2 separate regions of the Anser cygnoides genome follow, and region 1 is linked to region 2. Evidence: chromatin contacts called from public Hi-C data. All regions are on one chromosome and are shown on one strand. Each heading gives the region's core, a stretch centred on a gene start, on an enhancer-like site or on the middle of the called end of the contact. The rest is flanking DNA. Distances are from core to core; before and after follow the strand shown. Region 1 holds the start of COMMD9 (COMM domain containing 9). Region 2 overlaps PRR5L (proline rich 5 like).

Region 1 (3,750 bases), core at 114-2,613, 60 kb after region 2:
AAGAGGCTACAGATGGTAAACTCATACCCCCAAAACTGTTCCCCCTGAGACTCATTTCCTGTTCCTCATGAAAAATGATAGAAAATAAAATACTTTCCCTTTAGATTCTTCTGCCCTTGAAGGTTTCCCAGCATGAGAAAGTAAAATAAGTTCCTCTGCGAGAGGAATCCCTTTTCTTTGACAAACCTGTGGAGCCCAATGCAAATGACATCCCATTAGCATTTCTTACCATGTATTATTCTGCCTACAGGAGAACAATGCAAACGAAAATGAAGATGTTTTGACAGAAAAGGTGATGAGAAAGCCCATAGATTACACAGATATCCTGGTGCCAGATGTGCTGTGAATTATACAAGACAAAACAGAGACAATTTCTCTCTCGGAAAGAGGATTTATTTGAATATCTTTTACAAAGCGTAAAACGTACACAGTTTACTAAGGTAATGGTCCATATCATTGCAGCAATGCCATGATAAATCTTTTGCCTCCAGTTCCCACTGGCTGAAAATAGAGTGTTTACTGCTAAACTCTGCATCCAACAAAGGGATTTGCACTGACAGTAAAAAATTGATTAAATCAGAGAGGGAGAAGCAGAATATTTAGGGCTTACTCTTACCCCAGCGATCTCACTGTTGACACAGGTCATGACTGCACTGTCAGGTACCTGAGGCTCTGATCTCAAGCCCAACTCATGCACCATTCACATGCTACACATCCTACCTTGCACATGCTCCAGAGCAGACTTTGGCCAAATGCTTGCAGGCACTCGAAGAACGGAGGCCGGTCCCCTCAGCGCAAGCTCTTGCTCCTTGGAGCTGCACGGCAGCGTGCCACAGGCGAGGTCTAGGCCTCCACAATGCCATCCTCCCACTGCTGTCCCAAGTCATTTCCTCTCTCAGCATGGAGCAACACCATGAGTTCAGAGTGCAAGCGGCCTGCAGTCAGCCAAGGAGATGGGCGTGAAGCTTGCTGGCACCTCTCGGTGTCACCCCTACCCTTGTGGTAAGGGAGTTTACGCTGCTACACATGGCTTAAGCTCTGTGTCTGGTTTCACTCTTCATTGCACTGAATGGTGAAACAAAGTATCACTTCATGTATTTCAAAAAGGGCACTGTAGTTGCGTGCGTCTGTAAAATTTTACACAGGATGCATGCTAATTCGGTGCAAAACATTATCCTGCATTTTAGCTCCAATAATTGTCGCAGCAGCTTGTTTTACGGACGTGGAGCTGAGGCTTAAATATTTCACAGCTTTCACTTTTAGCCTGGGTGCGTCAAAGCACGCAAGAAACCCCAGGAAAAGCACAGCCCCTGCACTTGTTACTGCGGGTTTCTGGCCCCGGCGGCCGGACTACAGCGCCCGGCGTGCCCGGGCCCCGCACCGCCCCGCACCGCCCCAACAAGATGGCGGCGGGGCGGGAGGGGAGGCGCGGCGCCCGCCCCCGCCGAGGGCGCCAAGATGGCGGCGCTGCGCGAGGGGGAGTTCGCCGCCCTGCAGAGCCTGCTGAAGGTGAGCGGGCCGCGGGGCCGCCGCGCTGCCGCTGCCGCTGGGGGAGGCGGCGCCCAGCCCGGCGGCGGGGGCCGCTTCCTGCCGGGCCGCGGCTGAGCGCGTCCCGCTTTGCTCCCCGGCAGGCGCCGTCGAAGGAGGCCGTGCGGCAGCTGTGCCAGGAGTGCTTCTCCAGCCCGCCCGCCGGCCTCGGCCCGCTGGCGCAGCGCGCCTGCCCCGCCATCGCCGCCGGCCCCGAGGAGGCCGCGCAGGTAGGAGCCCCTAGCGAGAGGCGCTGGGTGAAGGCGATCCTCCGCCCGGGGTCCGGCGGTAAAGGGATGCGGAGGGGGCGTGCGTGAGGGGCGGGGGGCTCCTCGTGGGACGGGAGAGCAGTGGGGCTCCCGACCTGCAAACGGCTCTGGTTCCTGCCCTCTGTCGGGGCATGCAGTGCCCCAGCTGCACAGGTATCCTCGCAGGAGCTGTGTCTTGTCAGGGCACTGAGTCCCGTCCCATGCCGTACGCGATGCTTTTCAGCCCTGCGGAGTCCTTTTCCCATCTTCCTTTCCTACAGCTGGTGTCCGCCTTGCACAGCCTCACCAGGCACGTCGTGTACCGCGGCTTGACAAGGGCAGAAGACATCCTCGCTCTCTTTCCAGAAAACTTTCACCAAAACCTGAAAAACCTTTTAACTAAGATAATCTTGGAGAATATGTGAGTGTTACCCACCTGCCATCTGCTTTCGGTTGGAAAGTTAAAGTGTGTTTGTGTGGTTTGGTACGTGGGTAGTTGGCAGCATTCAGAGTTTTGGTTCTGGCAGTCTTGTGTATGCTGCGGGCTTAATCACACCGCCCGGGATGAGCCGAGCTGAACGAAGTACATCACCTGCATGGAATGGCAAACAGTGCTGCAGTGTGCACGGAGGGCTTTCCCAAGGCTTTTGGAATGGGTGTGGACCTAATTCACATAACGTAAAACCACGTTTGTCTTAACAAAAAGGGACAGGGCAGCCCTGGCTATGTGTACAGACTTGGGGACGGGAGGCTGGAGAGCAGCCCTGCAGATCTGGGGGCTCTGCTGACTGCTGGAGCCCTGGTTACGGGAGCGTTCCTATCAGAGACAAACCACCCTGAATGCTTTTGCTACCTTTATTTTTTATTTTTTTTAAAGTGTTGCTGATACCATTTTTTTTCTTCTTTTCACAGCTCTGCTTGGAGGAATGAGGCACAAGCAAGTCAGAGTAAGTAGTATCTCACATCCGGATGTAATTAATGCTCCTGAGATCATTTGAGAGAGCTTGGAGTTTAGAATAGAGCATCGCAGCATGTTTCAGTGCAGCGTAGCACAAAAGATACCGCTGTTTGCCTTAGATGAAGCTGTATGCTTGGAGCATCATAGAGCTTAGGAGAGGCCAGTAAGTTTGTATTCAGTTCTGTGCTACTGTGCTAAATTGTTTCCAGTCCTCAAGCAATTTCATTTAATGCTCAATCTGTTGCTACATTGCAGAATGCAGTGTGGACATGGCAACTCTTTGCCAAACTTCTGAATATGAAGCACTCTAACCTCCCCATTCAGGTCTTTAAATGATGTCCATAGTTAACAACTATGAGCTGCAAAGCATACGTACATATTGGGGAATGCCTTATCTGTGCACATTTAGTCACTTCTGTGCATTCTTTCTCTTCCGCACATCTCTCCAGATGTGGCACGTACTCATAACTTGCTTTTTCCTCACCTTTCTGAAGCGTGATGTAGTTAAGCAGTGCAAATGTTATCAGTAGCATCAGCCAGTGAGTTACATTCTGGTTAAGTGTTCCACACAGCTATACTGGTTTGTTTTTTCCCTTAAGAGTTTTTCTTTTAAGCTGTAGCACTTAGAAATGAGAGCTGATTCATAATAAGAATACTCTGAGGTCTGCATAGATCCTCTTGCCTTTCTCTTAGCCTGCAGAGAAGATAATGTCCAAGAAGTAAACAGTATAGCAAGACCCGGAAAACCACTGTCCCTCAAAAATCTTAATAGCATAAATGGTAGAAAAATAGGGAGGGGGAGGAAGCTATTGCATAATGCTAATACAGTAAATACTGCAGTTGCTTAGTCTAAACATTGTTCTGGCGTTACCAAGACACGCAGTGCTTTTTCCTGTATCCTTAACACTATCATGCCTTAGAGGAAATGAGAACAAGCATGATATGACAGTGACACACTAGCTAGGCCTTCACAAAGGAGAAGCAAGGCTGGGTGTATGGCTCTTGGAGCTTTGCTCT
Region 2 (3,926 bases), core at 102-2,601:
ATTTAGCTCTCATTTCTACGTTTACGATTCCGAAATAAGCACACAATTTCCCATTCATTACACCCTCTGCCTTCCCCATTCTCCATTCCAAGATTTGTTTCAGCAAGGTGAGGACAAGAATCGCTAGTGGAGTCAGATGAAGAAATCAAGAGGCTCCTCACCTGCAGAATTAACAGCATCTGGACAATGGAAGCTGGGAGCTTTGACTGGACCAGAGGAAGAATTTCTTCCAACTTCACTTTTAGCAACACCAAGTCTCTGAAGCCAAGAAGAGCAATCTGACGGATAGTCAACTCCTGACCCTGAAAAACACAGTACGCAAAAACCCAAGAGTTAGTAAAGGGCCATGGGAGCACCACACCAATACATACATGCACACAGACAGAAAGGGCCTATCCTGCCCATCGCTGCTGTGGTGAAGCACCTCAGCTGCTCGGTGTGAGGACTTTTGGCACTCTTTGGTAGCTTCCCACTCAGTCTCTGTCCCACATAAATTCTGAAAGGGGTAACACCTCATCTGAGGTTTGGAGTTGGAACTCCAACCACTAGGTTTGGAGTGAAGCCAAACAGGGACTTGTATTTCAGCAAAATGCTGCATATTCATGAAACCCAACTGACAGCAGATCTGGTCACAAACATCTGAAGACAGATGCAGCTGGTACATTGGACAACTGGAGCTGAGAAACCACAAAAGATTTGGCAAAGAAAGGTTGGTACAGAATATTCCTTAACCAAGCCTACCTCTGGTCTGTATTGGATCCTCTTTCTGTTCAACATCTGCACTTTAGACCTTGTTGATAAGACAAAAATCCAGAATGCAGTCCACTGCAGATGTTAGGATTTAGGCTAGAACAAAGCTAATTGGACTGCTTGTACCAACAAAATTTAAAAAAAATAAAATAAAAAATGGACAGATAATGAAAGCAACAGATTTAATTTCCACCACAAGATGTTCTGTGGCCTTTAGCATCAACAACACAAGTGAGCAGGGTTAACAGATGAAGACGTTGTAGTTTTTCTTAGCGCACTTAGACATTGTTGGACTCCATTGGTCATTCTGGTGTTTGTCTTTCCTTCTGTAAGGCTTAACGTACATATGATTTCCTCTTGTCCCACTTAACACAGAAATTTTCCTCCCAGCCCTGCCCAGCACTTTCCAGCCTGAAGAGTTTTCCTAGTTCTCTCCAGCCTGTTAATCTGTGCCCTGCACTCCTTTTTGGAGCCATTTTATAGTCTCCATAACACAACTATCGAGGCAAATATTTAGCTGGAAGGAATTAACACCAGTTAATCATTAATTCATAATGGGTTTAATGTCATAATTAACAGCATCATCAATATGTAAATATGACCTAAAGCAAGTGGTCTGGCAGGCAGCTTGGCCACAGTAAAAGCACTTTGCTGTTTAAACCATCGCTGCATGTTTAAAATCATCAAGGTGTAGAAAGGACTGGTTCATCTCTCTGAACTGTATTTCAGCAGCTGCACACTTTATTTATATCAGGCAGTTTAGTCCCATTAAGTTCGTATCCCATTTCAAAATGCAAACATCTCGCTGTGCCAAACAAAACAAGACTTGCTATTCTTTTTCCACACCAGGTAGTTACATCAACAGCTGAAACTATATAAAAGTCAGTGACCTGTTTACATAGTTTCCCTCTGTACAGCAATTTAACCAACTTGGCTGCTTAAAGGTCATATTTCTGCAACAGCTCTGAGCCTCAGGTTTAAACTTAGCTGAGATAGGAAGTTACTTCTAGTTACTACCATTGGTAACAGACTCACAAGTTTGGCTGACTTACTTTCATTCTGAATGGAGAGTTGCTGGGATCACAGAAGACACAACAAAATGCTTACATTGGCATTGGCATTTACAACAAAGGAGTCACAGGTGATGGGGAACCAACAACGCAAAGGCTTCCTCAGCTACCAGAGTAGCTCATGGAGAACTGCAGCTTGGTGAAAGGGATTTGCTAGATGACCTCTTTTTAACATTTCCTGATGCACCAGATAAATAGGCACATACAGTTTCTTATTTGTAGGAAAAGGCCAACCTTGTTATCAGGGCACTGCTCTGGAATAAGAGCAATCATGATTCAGTTTCTCATGGCACCGGCAATTCCCTTTGTTGTAGCCTAAGGCAGCTTACTTTGAGTCAGATTCTTAGATGTATTTATTTAGGGTGTTTAAATCCATACATTTGTGTAGGACTTAGATGCTTGCAAAGCTTTAAATATGTGGTCTGTAACCTTTCAGTTCCTCATTTATAAAATAACAATACGTCCTTAACTTCACAGCTTCTATAAAATAGTTTGGACTCAGATTTTGTGACAACATAGATGCAGTAAGAAAGTTAAGATTTCAGAGAATCTCAGCATCCCATAGTCACGGTTTCATCACCACCACCACCAAGCTACTTCCAAAAGCTGCACCAACCGTGCAGTAGTTTTTGTTCAGATTCTCATTAGAGACATTTAATAGCACCGGAGGAGATTTTTCTGATAAGTGGAAGAATTAATAGCATCTGTAGACATTACGCACAGTTAGCTCAGCTGTTTCTACAGTGCACGGATAGCTGCAGTGCAGACAAACCCCTACATAAATAGATTAGGTCACTCTATGACTGAGAGTTAGTTGCAAAAGGAGAAAAAAATGGAGGATATTATAATTGTGCAGTCTGAGCTGCCAAACACCTACCTTTAAGCATCTGCAGCAAGGAAAGAATAAAAATAAACACAGTAAAAAGGTTAGTGTCTGTCTTTACAGAAGTCCTTTGCTCTTTTAGGAAATGCCAGCTTTAATAGGATTAGAGAAAAAGGGCAACCTCTGAGCTTTACATGCTGCCTTTCAAACAATACAAGGGGAAAATAATATTATAAACAAATAAAAAAAGACTCCAGAAAGCACATCTCATGGAACAGGCAGAAGTCAGGATGAGGCAGCTAGCATTTCTCAGAATGTCAGTCTACTCATGAAGTACGTTTTTGCTTCTCCTCTGATGGGACAGAAGATCAAAATAGACTGGGGAGGTATTCAGACTGCTTGTATGGAAACCCTGATCAAAACTACAGGAAAAACTGACACAGCTCAACAATTCCAATGGAATAATCAGCTGTAAAACATCCAGTGTAAATGGGTCTTACATAAAGTGTTCATTTGTCCTCTACCCAGAAGCTTACTTGCCCCTATATTAAAGATTTAAAAAAAAAAAAAAAAAAGAGGCTTTTCAAAAGGCACAACTTGGATATAAGCCCTCCAAAAGTAGTTTGGACAAGTCAGACACATTGGTTTCTGTTCTAGTATTCAGAGGAAGAAATCTGAATACAAGTTGTCAGTGTTGTCAGGTGCACGAAAAGAGCTCCAGAGATTTAAAAATGGAAGAACTTACAATTGCAAATGGTCCAGAGCTTCAGTCTAGACAAAGTACAGTCCAATAATTTCGGTATACAACCTTAGCTAAGAACAGAGAGTGAACAGACAAATGGGAATAAACTCAGCTCAGAAGGCCTGGCTGGTTTTAGCAGTCCTTCTCAGATAACCAATGTTGACTTGTGCAAACTCTGCTTCCTCCCAGATGTAGTTTAAAGGTTTTGAGGCCCGTATAGCCACCAGACAAACAGTACTGCTGAAACAGAAGTTTTGATGCGCTGTTAGGAGACACTGTAGTTATATTGCTTCACCTGAAGACTGAATTTTAATTGAGATTACCTGGACAGGGTAGAATATTGCCTGGAGTGTTGGAAGAGTCTCTGTAAAGTAGTGATCCCAAATTTCAGACAGGATATCAATGCGATCCTCACCTACACAAACAGAGATTGAGAGCAAGAAAGAGCTTTAGCAAAAGGGACACTACAATCAAGTTGAATTTTCCCACTACTCCATGTGTCCCCGGGTAAGAGATACAAACCCACCCTTCATGTTCCCAG

The links. A called contact is a pair of places that touch in the nucleus more often than the background predicts.
Region 1: a Hi-C map of liver shows a contact between it and region 2, with 2.3 times the contacts expected there. The contact joins the promoter of COMMD9 here to the enhancer-like site in region 2. A contact is called at or near these places in 3 of 7 Hi-C or Micro-C datasets (granulosa cells and liver).

What each region holds. Positions count from the first base shown.
Region 1 is chr5:16,856,243-16,859,992 of Taihu_goose_T2T_genome, forward strand. It overlaps COMMD9 (COMM domain containing 9), which reads left to right and starts at 1,364. Exons shown (of 6, transcript XM_048045834.2): 1 at 1,364-1,509; 2 at 1,632-1,757; 3 at 2,057-2,196; 4 at 2,688-2,722. The coding sequence starts at 1,459. The region is part of intron 3 of PRR5L (proline rich 5 like); the gene reads right to left.
Region 2 is chr5:16,796,545-16,800,470 of Taihu_goose_T2T_genome, forward strand. PRR5L (proline rich 5 like) reads right to left here. Exons shown (of 17, transcript XM_066997100.1): 14 at 3,709-3,800; 15 at 162-302. Among named protein-coding and RNA genes, the nearest start is that of TRAF6, 41 kb to the left of the region's middle. Within about 2 kb of position 1,352, at least 1 of the 3 cell types and tissues checked has open chromatin away from gene starts, as enhancers often do. A contact at or near this core is called in liver, where this site is marked.